Regions from separate parts of the Sus scrofa genome. Here region 2 is linked to region 1. Evidence: chromatin contacts called from public HiChIP or PLAC-seq data. All regions are on one chromosome and are shown on one strand. The core of a region is the stretch at or near the end of the contact, and the rest is flanking DNA. Distances in the headings are between cores, read along the strand shown.

Region 1 (5,419 bases), core at 2,519-5,018:
TCACTGCTTCATCTGAATGATCTCTTTAAAACACGCACACACCTTTTAGCTCAACCAAAGGCAGCTATTATGACATAATTGTTAGGCCATATGTGCAGTTGAGATGCAGGTATTATCTTGGAAAAGAAATGTAGGATGTCAGTGAAAAGTACAGGACACTATAAACGGAAGAGAAATGTAGGTATTTCAATGTGACTTATCACCATCTTTGTAAGTGTATTTTTGTAGTTATTTTTCTGATTACTCAGAATTCTAATGCAGATGATGAAAGGATCTTAAGAACATGTTTCAAACATGTCACGACAATATGCCAGGAACATACAAGTTTTCACATATGCATACACAAAGGAAAAAGATGAATGTCTATCAAAAGGGAAAAAATAGAAAAGATGATGACAGTTATACAAATATGAACATAGTGCTGACATGTTGCATAGGAATAATTATAATTTCATTCCATGAAAACGGAATGTTTAATAGATAATAATGTTTCGTTCTTCTCCTTAAATTTTATAAGCTACTAAACTCATGTATTCTTTTCCTCACTGCAGATATCAAAGTCTTTTCAAGTCCACTGCTCCAATGCTGTGCACTAGTTCATATGCAACAACCAGAAGGGGAAAACCCAGATCATTTCCAAGTTGATGGGAAGTAATTTATTTAGAAGATTGAACTTAAATAAAATTAAGTCCACAACTCTACAGTTGAAAAAGTTGGTAGTTCAGTTGATTTTTCCTAGGATATTTAGCACATTTTCAATATTATAAAGAAAACCTGAAAAAAAACTTTGGGAATTCTGGGGCCAGGGTGTGTCGGGGGAGTGCGGTGTGTGGGGAGGAATTGGGTGGGGGAATGCATTCAGATGCACTGCATTATATTATGCTTTTTCTGTTAAAATAATAGTTTTTTGTGGTAGTTACTCAACAAATGTAATATTCACATACACATATAAATCAAGTTAAAAATGAGGGTAACTGATTTCAAAATTACTAATTCAGAAAAGTTTTTTTAATCAAAATGATAAACAGGAGAGCTTACAGACAAAAAGTATAAATTTACATGGATCTCTAAAGTTATTGTGTAGTAGATTCTAGTAAAACCTCATTTCTGAGTTTCTGGAACATGTATTTTATAAATTCAAATGGCAAATAGAAATCAGAGATCATTTAGAATTAGATGTACATTATACAATTAGTAACTTTAAATAAATTTCTCATTTCTTAAAGTGTTATAAATTATAGACCAGAATTTAAAATAATATTTTTATTTTAGTGAAAACATTTACAGATATTTGATATAAAATGTTCACACACAGAATATATCTCTTATGTGACACTAAGAAAACTTTTAAGGTAAGCTACAACATCATATCTAGAGATAATTCCATGAATTCCAATTTTTTAAAAACTCTAAGATGATTTGCAGCTTTAGAATACTGGAGATGCGGTGTGAAAATATGGGCACAAATCCTGAATGCCATGTTTTCATTCATCGAATACTCCTAAACAAAGGAGTCGGAATTGGGTTCACAGTTTATAAACTTTGCGCAAATTTTGTTATGATAACCTGTTACCCACAGAGGAAGTTATCTATAAACAAAACAATCTGGTGTTTACTAATTTTATGCAATCCATTGTAAAACTTCCTGATCTCAAGTTTTAACCAACTTGGAGTTAATGTGATCCATAACCAGGGAGAGTGACCAATGATAAATTAACAGTATCAGAGTAAGCACATGACATAAAGAGAGGTAGCACTCAGTATTAACATATGTAATTAAATAAAGTTTCATTGTTGTAGACATTGCCCAAGTGATCTGGTAATCTAAATCATGGAGCTTCTAATCCATCTGTGGTGGTTGTCAAATCCAGTAATTAAAAATGCAACCCAGTGTAGAAAGACATTTTTTCTGTTAATTTAAAAGATACTATAGCTTAATATTTTTAAACAAATTATTTACTCAAATTCTTAGAATCATTTGCTGTTTCCTAGGACTATTTATTGACAGTTATTTCTGAATTACATAAATGTGTTAATTGCCAGCAAGTAAATCTTGTTTTAAAAAACACTGACAAGTGTGAGCAATTATCAAAATGGAGGATTCCCATTTGTTCCTCATTTAAAGTCTAATTGGTGATTTGTAATAATCCAGTATTGTATATAAATACAAAATCCAGCAATTTGCTTTCTTAAGTCTATAAGGTATAGGATATTGTAGATAATTTTACACATTATCTGAACAGAATTTTGTTCAGAAATTGGATTTCATTTTAGAAGATATGCTTCTAAGGACAAAGTATATTTTATGAATTATCTAGAGCATAAAAACCACAATTATTCATTTTTAGTTTTTAAGAAAAATTATTATAATTCAGTGCAAAATATTTGCCAATGGAAATGCAACAGTTTTTATTTACCTAACTTGTTACTTCACACTGCAGTATAGAATTAATTTTATAAAGGCAAAATTTTGATGTACTATGAAATTAGCAACACGGTTTAATTCAAAAAGTCAAAAAAGATTTATAGAATAATATTTTCAATTCCAACAGAATTTTGTTGGGTTTTAATTTTTCCACAGAGCACTGAAATAAATAAAATTTTTTAGGCTTTGCATTAAAGATGTTTTAAAAAGTTTCAAGTATTTTACAGAAAGAGATTTTGGACAATACTGAAATTTTTTCCTAAAAACAGCTATTTTAAGGTTTGTTTTACTTCATTGTAGAAAGTCTAGAAGACTTTTCTTTTTCTCCAAAATCTCATTTTCACCTGAAATAATTGTATTCAGGTTTTCTCAGCAGGTAAAATATGCATTCTTACAAGGTTTCAAATTTCAGAATTCCAATAATGCATTTCAACTGAGCACCCACCGAATTGTGTTCTGTGTGTGTGTGTGTGTGTGTGTGTTATCTTGCAGTTCTGTTATTTACAATCAATTTTAGGCTTCTTAGCTCCCCAGAAATACCTCAGTGAACCCTCAACAGTTGCTAGCCACTTAATAATTGTGAACCGGCCAGCCCCATCAAGTAGATCGTTAACCACAAAAGTGCCTGACAATTTCCAAATCATATTCTCTGTCCAAAAGGAAGAGATAGGGCTTGGTGAGGCCGAAAGGAAGCGAAGGACAACAAAACAAATGCAGTTCATGCTGAAAGTGAAAAGTGCTTTGGACAGATTAGTATTTTCTTTTCTACAAGGCGTCCTGCCAATTTTTTTTTTTTAATAGAGAAGAGTTATTTTTTTGGTCTGATTTTTCAGTTTCTTGGAAAGTGTCGCTTTTACCCTCCCTACAGACCTTCATAATTACTGTTGGTTGTTCTGTTTTTCCCATCCGTTTGCATCATAGACTGCCGATACCCCCACCTCACTCTGTCAAAACCCCAACTCCGGGCGACCCTGGATTTGGTAACTCCACCGACTCCCGACGACACATTCCACTCTCCCTCTCACGCCTTTTATTTTAGTCGCAAGATCCCCACTCCAGTGGCAGTGAAAGCCGGAAATTTTCATTTAACTCCCCCCCTCCCTTCTTCGCCCCCTACTCGGAGCGGAGAGCTAGGGGGCCAGGAGGTTCCGAGCACAGCCGGGTCTCGGCCGCCTCCCCTCTCTCCGGAAGGCTTTAATTTGCACACTTGCTTGCCACTGCGCGGCGAGCCCCCAACCTAGCTGCGGCGGGGAGGGTCTCGGCGGAGTCGGCCTCCCGGCCCCCCAGCCCCGCCCCGCTGCCTCCGCCGCCTCCCCAACTCGGGCCCCTAGCGCGGGCCGGAGCCCCGCGGCCCCCGTCCGCCCCCAGCGAGCGGCGCGGGCGGCGCCCTCCGCCGTCCCTCCGCCCTCCGCCGCAGTGCCCACCCCCTCGCCGGAGAGAGGGCTGGTGACTTCTTCCTCCGAGCCGAGTTACCTGCTCCGCGCCGCGGTGGACACGTGCGAAGGTCGTACTGACACCCGCAGCCCCCTCGCGAAGCCCGAAGCGGCGAGGCCCATCAGGTGAGGAGCTGTGCTCTCGGGTGGGTGGGCTGCTGGGTGGGGGGTCCCCAGGGGAGATTTCGGGGCTTGGCGGGGGTCCGAAGCGAGGGTGGGTAGGGGCGACGGGTGCGGAGGAGGGGTGGTAGGTTTTCGGAATCCACTTTAGTTAACCCCTTACAACCCGAGGCGGACTTGTTACGGGGGCCAGTTTGGGGGCGCAAAAGTTTCTCCTAATCTGGCTAAGAGGGGTATATCCCACACGAGGGACACCCCCCTAACGCCGAGATCCTGTGCTTGATCCCGCATAGCCTTGCGCACAAACACCCACACAAACACTTCTTATCCGGTTTCTTCAAACGGAACTCAAACTCCACCTGGAAACTCACATAATAACCCACATTTAGGATTTAAAGTGCATGCTTTTGGAGACTCGATGCGGGGGGATGTTTGGGTGCCCTATATTTATTTCACCACGAAAGCTCGCCCTCCATCTCGCTGACCCTGTGGGTGGGGGCTTCACCTTTCCCACCGTGAGATAAATGTTAACGCAGACTTTTTGCTGGCAACCACTGCGGGCGTTTAGGCACATTTAGAGGAGTGCACGCAGGCGCCCGGCGCCCGGGCTGGGAGCCCCGCAATGATGCACGCTTGCTTTGGTTTCCCAATTTACTCTCCTAATTTAAAATATTGAAGTTAAAATGCACGCCCCGGGTGAGCACCTTCGGGCCCAGCACTGCGCCGGTCATTGTGCACGTGGGAGCATCTGCGTGTGCGCACACGCGGGAGTCGTGGTCCCCGGTGCGGCCTCTTGTCGCTGCGCTGGTGGCGACCCTTGCGGTGCTTGGCAGGCTTGGAGAGAGGCACATGAAGGATTTCATTGAGTGTGAAGACAGAGAGCAGAGACAGAAAGCAGAAGGAGGCGGCTGCAGCCTTTGTAGTCGCGGAGGAATGCGGAAATGTTGAAGCACTATGTCAAACTATTTTGAAATGGGGTCAAGTCACATTCAGCCAGCGTGGGAAAGCAACAACAACAACAAAAAAAAGTGGAGGAGAGCGGGGGGGAAAGGCACTGCTGCTCCCGTTTCTCTCCGCCGGAGCCGACCGTCCGGAGAGCGAGGGGGGAGAGCGGAGGCGGGCGGTGCGGGGCCAGGCGGGGGCAGCGGGCTCAGTTCCCTGCGGGGGTGGGACGTCCCCGACGCTTCCTTCGCTGCTGAGCGGCGGGCAGGACTGGGGCGGGGAGGGGGGCCACGGGAGGGGCGGGCCGCTCAGTCTGCGGCTGCTCCTGCGCTACCTGTGTGGCCCTTGTCCTGGCTCAGACCGCGGTGCTGGCTCTGGGGGCTTGTTCCTCGGCTCCCCCCAGGCTTCGCCTTCACCTTTTAAGGAGAGTTTTGAGTAGAGTGAGTGTGAAGGACTCTGTCTTCGCTGCTGTTCCCTCCGCCTGCATACTGTGGGGGTT
Region 2 (5,588 bases), core at 1,481-3,980, 150 kb after region 1:
TATTTTGGCTTCATTTGTACAGTTTTAACTTTATACTGTGTGTGGAGAAGCTCAGTTGTAACTAGTTGTTCCTAATAATTACATTGCGATAATTAAAGTTCATGGATAGCTGTAATGTTCTTAGTCATTTAGAAGCTGCTTCCAAAACCAAGTCTAAGCCGAAAACTTCTTTTAAGTGACATGTCATTACCATATAAAAGATGGCAACAATTATTTCTTTGATTTAACAACAATTTTTTATAGACAAGATTCGTTTACGGAGACAAAAGAGAAACGCTGTCTTGAAAACTTAGGATGAGAGTCAGGGGGCCAGCCAGGAGTGATGAGATCTTATAGCCTGCAGATAAAATATCCCTCAGCTGGTTCGTAGACCACGAAAATTTGTGGTAAGGACAATCCCTTTTGCGTCTTATAGAACCCATTTAAAATGCAAAAATCATATGTAAATGTTCACAAATCTATTGCAGAAACAAAGTATGGCAGTTTCATGCCCTCAGCTAGAAATCAAATATTACTGTTTGGACTGAGTAATAAAATGAAAAATCTGCAACTGGACACAGCTTCCTTCTTGAAAGATTGATCAGCCTTGGGGTCCCCAGTGACAATGATGATGATGATGATGATGATGATGGTAATGATGTATACAAAACTGTTAGAGCTGTGAAATACTTTGCCGGGGGCTTCTTTTGCCGTGGTGGTGATCTGTTTGCATATATGGCTGTCATGCCCAGTGGTCATACCTGCAGCCTCGGGGGTTACACTGCATTTGAATTCTAGCCTATTATGACATGTGGCTAACTATAGTTATTAACGTGTTCTGAACATCAGTTTCCTACCTAGAATGTGGGTTAAACTCGCAGTGCCCCCCTCACAAGTAATTCCAGGATTTAAATGACATAAAATTTGTAAAGTTTTTAGTGAAGTGCCAGACATGTAGAAAACCCACGATAAACTTTGGCTGTTATTGCATCTTCTCTGTTGTGACTCTCTGAGGTTTCTTTTAGTTTTGAAAATATTATTTCTAGTCAGTGTCTGCCCTAGACTCGAATGTATTTACTTAATCACCATGGACTTCTGCAACAGATAGCAAGGAACAGGTTGTTTGGTCTGTAATGAAAGCCAAGATAGTGGTTTTGATTACTGTTAAACCTTCTTGGACAAACTGAAATTTTAGTATCTGTTTTCAGAAGTATTTATTAAGACCAGTCATTAATTGAGAAAAAAAAAATGAACAGTATTCTCACATAGCATCATTCTTGGAGAGGTGGACTTCTAACCACAGGATGTGCATACTTTATGATGCTATAGACAGCTGCCTGGTAACGCAGAGGCCATGACTTCACCTCCAAATGCTAAGGGAAAGATCCTCTCATTATGGTCTCGTATTTGATGGAATGATTTTCATAAGACTTATTTTAATAACTTTTGTGCGTTTCAATTACATTTTCTGGTGTGTGCTGTTTTTCACTTCCATCTCCAGAAGTCTGAACCCTTAACCTTAAACATGTGTTAGGGATTCATAGACTCTGGATATTAGAATTGCACAATTCATTTCCATACCCCAGGAGTTCAGTGTGCTGTGCGTTCAATAAAGGGACAACATTATTAATGATGAGCCATGTATATGTACTAAACATTTTTAAATCCACAAAACTTCTCGTGGACCAAAGCATTTGTTAAAATAGACCTGAGTCCCTGACGTCGGACCACTTTTTCTCAAAATAAATCTTAGGTCCTGAAAACATTTTAAGGCCTGAAATAATATTACTATTGAAAAACTTCTCGAGTCATTTAGGAAAGACTGTACTAAAATACACACATATGTGGTAAGTTTTTTTCAATAGGATCTTTACGTCTTAAAAATTAGGTATAAAAGATTATTAATTCTCCTCAGCCGAAACAGTAGAAACTTCAATAATAATTTGAATATGGTCAGCTTTAACTTAAAACTGGAAAACTCCCTTCTCATTTCTACAATTGGCTTTTTCTCTTCAGCTGCTTTTTAAGTTGGGCTGTTAGCAATTTAGCCTGTCTTTAATTTTAAGCACCATTCTTCCAGTCCAGAGATCCCTATAGGAAGCCCCACTCTCATAGCCTCGCCTCTCATTGGCTAGCCAGGAAAAGAGCATTTCTGCATAAATTGGATGCTTCCTTCTCCCCGGGAGACCAAATATGCTCGTGTTTCACAATCCCCCAGTTTGTAAGCTTGAGTCCATTGCCTGAAGCTGGAAACTTTCACTTTGTGGAACACTTGCACACATGGAAATCCAGATCCGATACCCCTGACGCGCCCATGGGTCCCACAGCAGATTAAATACATGCTTCTTTATCCAGTGTTTCTGAGCTGCCCCGACTGAAATCAGAAACCGATGTGCGTGTGAGAGGTGTCCTTCAAAGAAAGGTATTTCCTTTGTGCAGCCCCCGTGCACGCAGACTCCAAGGGGTTAACCTGAGAGCTGCTTTGAAAACAGAGGCGAAGGTCACCGGCGGCAACAGCAAAGACTTTTAAAGCCTGCCGTCCTGAGCCTTTCACCCGGCCTTTCCCACCCAGGGGACTGTAAACATTGGCTCCCGGCCACCACATCCCACAGCACAAAACCTCTCTGTGCTTTCAGCATATACATTTATGCTTTTTTATGGAAGCCGAGGCACAGGCGGGTTCTTGCTGTGAGCACAGAGAGCATGTTTCTGTTCGGGGCCAGGACAGGAACCCTGTCCCGCTGGAATGTGGAAGCATGCAGATATGCTTATTTAGCAGGGCTTCACATGGAACTTCGCTGCTGCTCTCCGTCTGACTTTCTCAAGTCAAAAGAATGTGTAGAATGCTGTCACTTAATCAGAACCCAGAAGAGCTCTTTTATCTGCCATTTGTTAGTAACTCGCAATATTGCCCTTATCTCTTTGTCCTTTAGCTCAATCCAGTGCCCTCCGATATGAGAACTGGTAACATGAAAGCACTTATTACCTTGAGCATTGCTTCTTGTTTTTCTGTCTTAAAACTCAGAGTTCTTCAGTCATCAACAAAAAAGTTGCAGGGTTTTGGGTTTTTTTTTTTTTCAATTTATTTAAATAAAGTCGTCTTAGTCCTAGGACCATCGTTTGATGATGTTTAAAAGAAACCAAGAAGGTTCATATATGTATGCTGCCATTCATATCTGGTTCTTCAAAAGTCTATTAGCTACATATTTATAAATAACCTTCATTGATTCAGTTGTGTGAGAACAGAATGAAATTTCCAGAGACAATAGATGTAGCTTAAATTTCTCCCTCCTGAATGTTTTCATGTGTTATAGGGGGGTTCAGATCTTCCCCCATTTTAAGTAATTTCATGTAATTTCAGTCATTTGACATAATAGTTTTTCTCTTCAGTGATTTCTAATGTTTCTAACACAAATAGGGAATTCATTTTGATCAATCCACATGTTACAGTGGGTCAGGGCAGAAAAAATTATACCCTGTGCCATTCTTTTTTTTTTTTTTAAGTGACTATTTCAGAAGCAGGCATATAAAATCTTAGCCTTTTCTTCTGAAATGACAACTGTGAGCACATTTTGTAATAAATTTGTTTGCTTGCCTACTGAAAGGTCAGTCACTATGCACTCCTCCTTGAATAATGATGTTTTATTCTGAAAAGACCAACAACAGCCCCCACCACATTGCATAGAAATGCAGACACAACTCTCCTCTAGCCTCTCGCTGCAGCTGATAAGAGATGTGTGTCTTTGCCTTTTGCCTCCTGAGCCGAAATATACTCTGAAAGGTTTTTCCCAGTCTCTTCTGGAATTTCAGTTTTGCTTTATGGAATCCCAAAGTCTGTTGTGTACTTATTAATGTCCTGTACTTATTCCTCTCTAACTGTGAAGGTTCTGGGAGCAGCCTCACTGACTCGGATGCATGGGTCCACAGTGCAGTGTCCGCTAGTGTCACTGTGCAGGTAGAGTTTATTTGTTCTTGATTATTGGACTCTAGGGCCAGGAGGACTTTAGAAATAATGTGACGTGATCTCTTGATTTTATCATTGAGGAAACCGGGGTCCAAAGATATAGAATGACTTTTTTTTGCAAGACAGTACACAGAGGTTATTTGGTTGTCTGTTTGAAACTAACACCCACGTCTCCACAGCTCAGTCCAGGACTCACTCTCTTACTCCATCTCCTGTACCCCCTGTACTGTGCGATGGGTTCACTGATGACCAAAGATGGGATGAATAAATGGCTGATTGTCACATCATGAGTCGAAGCCGACGTAAGTGATCATGAGCAGATGTCTTTGTACCTGAGCAGGAAGTAACACAAGGTCTTGGTCTCTACTTGTTTCCAAGGCATTTCAGTTGCTCAGCAGCTCAGCTTGTCATGCTTCAATTTTACTGTGATTAAGTTTCTCTCAATTTCTGTAGAATCCTCCTTTTTCTGTCACCTATTTATTAACATGTTCTCAAGTGAGAGCGACTTCACATTAAAGCAGTGAACTCTACATCAAATTGGACAGTATAACCAAAGCTATATACCGAGGCTAATTGAGAGCACAAAATGCTTTTATGACTGGATAAGAAAGATTGAATATAAAGATAAAAGCCTTCAATCCAGGGACCATAAAAAGAGGTGTTTTTCAACTGGCATCTACTGGATTTATTGTTTTTTGAAGATAAATGTTATATATGCTCATTGTGAAAAACGGAAACATTGTTGAAGGACAGAATGATAAATTCATTAGAAAAATACCTATATAAATCAGGAGACTGGAGTAAATAAAGTTTGAAACATAAATGAAAGAATTAGAAAACAAAGCAAGTAAAACAGAAAAATAAACCTAAGAGTTGGTTCCTCATAAAGACTGAAAGCAAAGGCAGTCTCCTGGCAAAGCTATTCACCAAAAAAAGAGTATCCAGTTATGGAGTCAACTTTGGCTAGAAGAACTATTAAAGAATTTAGCGTCCGAGAGCCCATCAGATAGAAGAGGAGGCAGTGCTGATGGGGTACCCTGGAGCCCTTGGGCTTATCCTGTGAGCCTTGCCATTCCCAGGTTTTCAGTGGGACATGTAGGGGGACTCCATTTCTCCCCCTACATGTTCCCTCCCATTAACCTAGGTAAGAAAAGCAAATCTCCCTTATCTATGTGTGTTGCAGCAACACAACAGAGAAAACGTATCCTACAAAAAAAGAGTTTGGGACTGAGCAAAATACTTTCCTGTTATAATTTTCAAAGCTCCTGTAAATCATTCTCATCAGACACTGTTTGCACATGACCTTCGTGTAAGAGTTAAGTGCCCAGTGATAGGGATATGCAGTGTTAGGAGAACCAGATTATGCACAAGAGGTTTGTAGTTCGTTATAATGTGGTAAATGGGGTAACAGTTCCAACTGAAAAGGTACAAGAGGTACCCTGTGAAGAGCAGTGATGAAAAAATATCGTAGATGTACCAGAAGTGAAAGTGAGTAAAGGAGTTCCCATCGTGGAGCAGCAGAAACGAATGAATCCGGAGTTCCCATCGTGGCGCAGTGGTTAACGAATCCGACTAGGAACCATGAGGTTGCGGGTTCAGTCCCTGCCCTTGCTCAGTGGGTTAAGGATCCGGCGTTGCCGTGAGC

What was found. HiChIP or PLAC-seq counts read pairs in DNA pulled down with a chosen protein or histone mark.
Region 2: a contact with region 1 is called in an H3K27ac HiChIP or PLAC-seq map of skeletal muscle, with 5 times the contacts expected there. The contact joins the enhancer-like site here to the promoter of CDK6 in region 1. A contact is called at or near these places in 1 of 5 promoter capture datasets (liver), 16 of 47 Hi-C or Micro-C datasets (alveolar macrophages, brain, embryonic fibroblasts and 10 more) and 2 of 2 datasets of contacts at active chromatin or transcription factors (alveolar macrophages and skeletal muscle).

What each region holds. Positions count from the first base shown.
Region 1 is chr9:72,763,980-72,769,398 of Sscrofa11.1, reverse strand. It overlaps CDK6 (a long non-coding RNA gene), which reads left to right and starts at 3,768. Exons shown (of 8, transcript XR_002347034.1): 1 at 3,768-3,984. It overlaps LOC102161391 (a long non-coding RNA gene), which reads left to right. Exons shown (of 3, transcript XR_002347038.1): 3 at 552-2,577.
Region 2 is chr9:72,610,768-72,616,355 of Sscrofa11.1, reverse strand. All of the region lies in intron 4 of CDK6 (a long non-coding RNA gene), which reads left to right. Among named protein-coding and RNA genes, the nearest start is that of FAM133B, 110 kb to the right of the region's middle. Within about 2 kb of position 2,730, at least 50 of the 83 cell types and tissues checked have an H3K27ac peak or open chromatin away from gene starts, as enhancers often do. A contact at or near this core is called in fetal skeletal muscle, liver, retroperitoneal adipose tissue and 1 more, where this site is marked.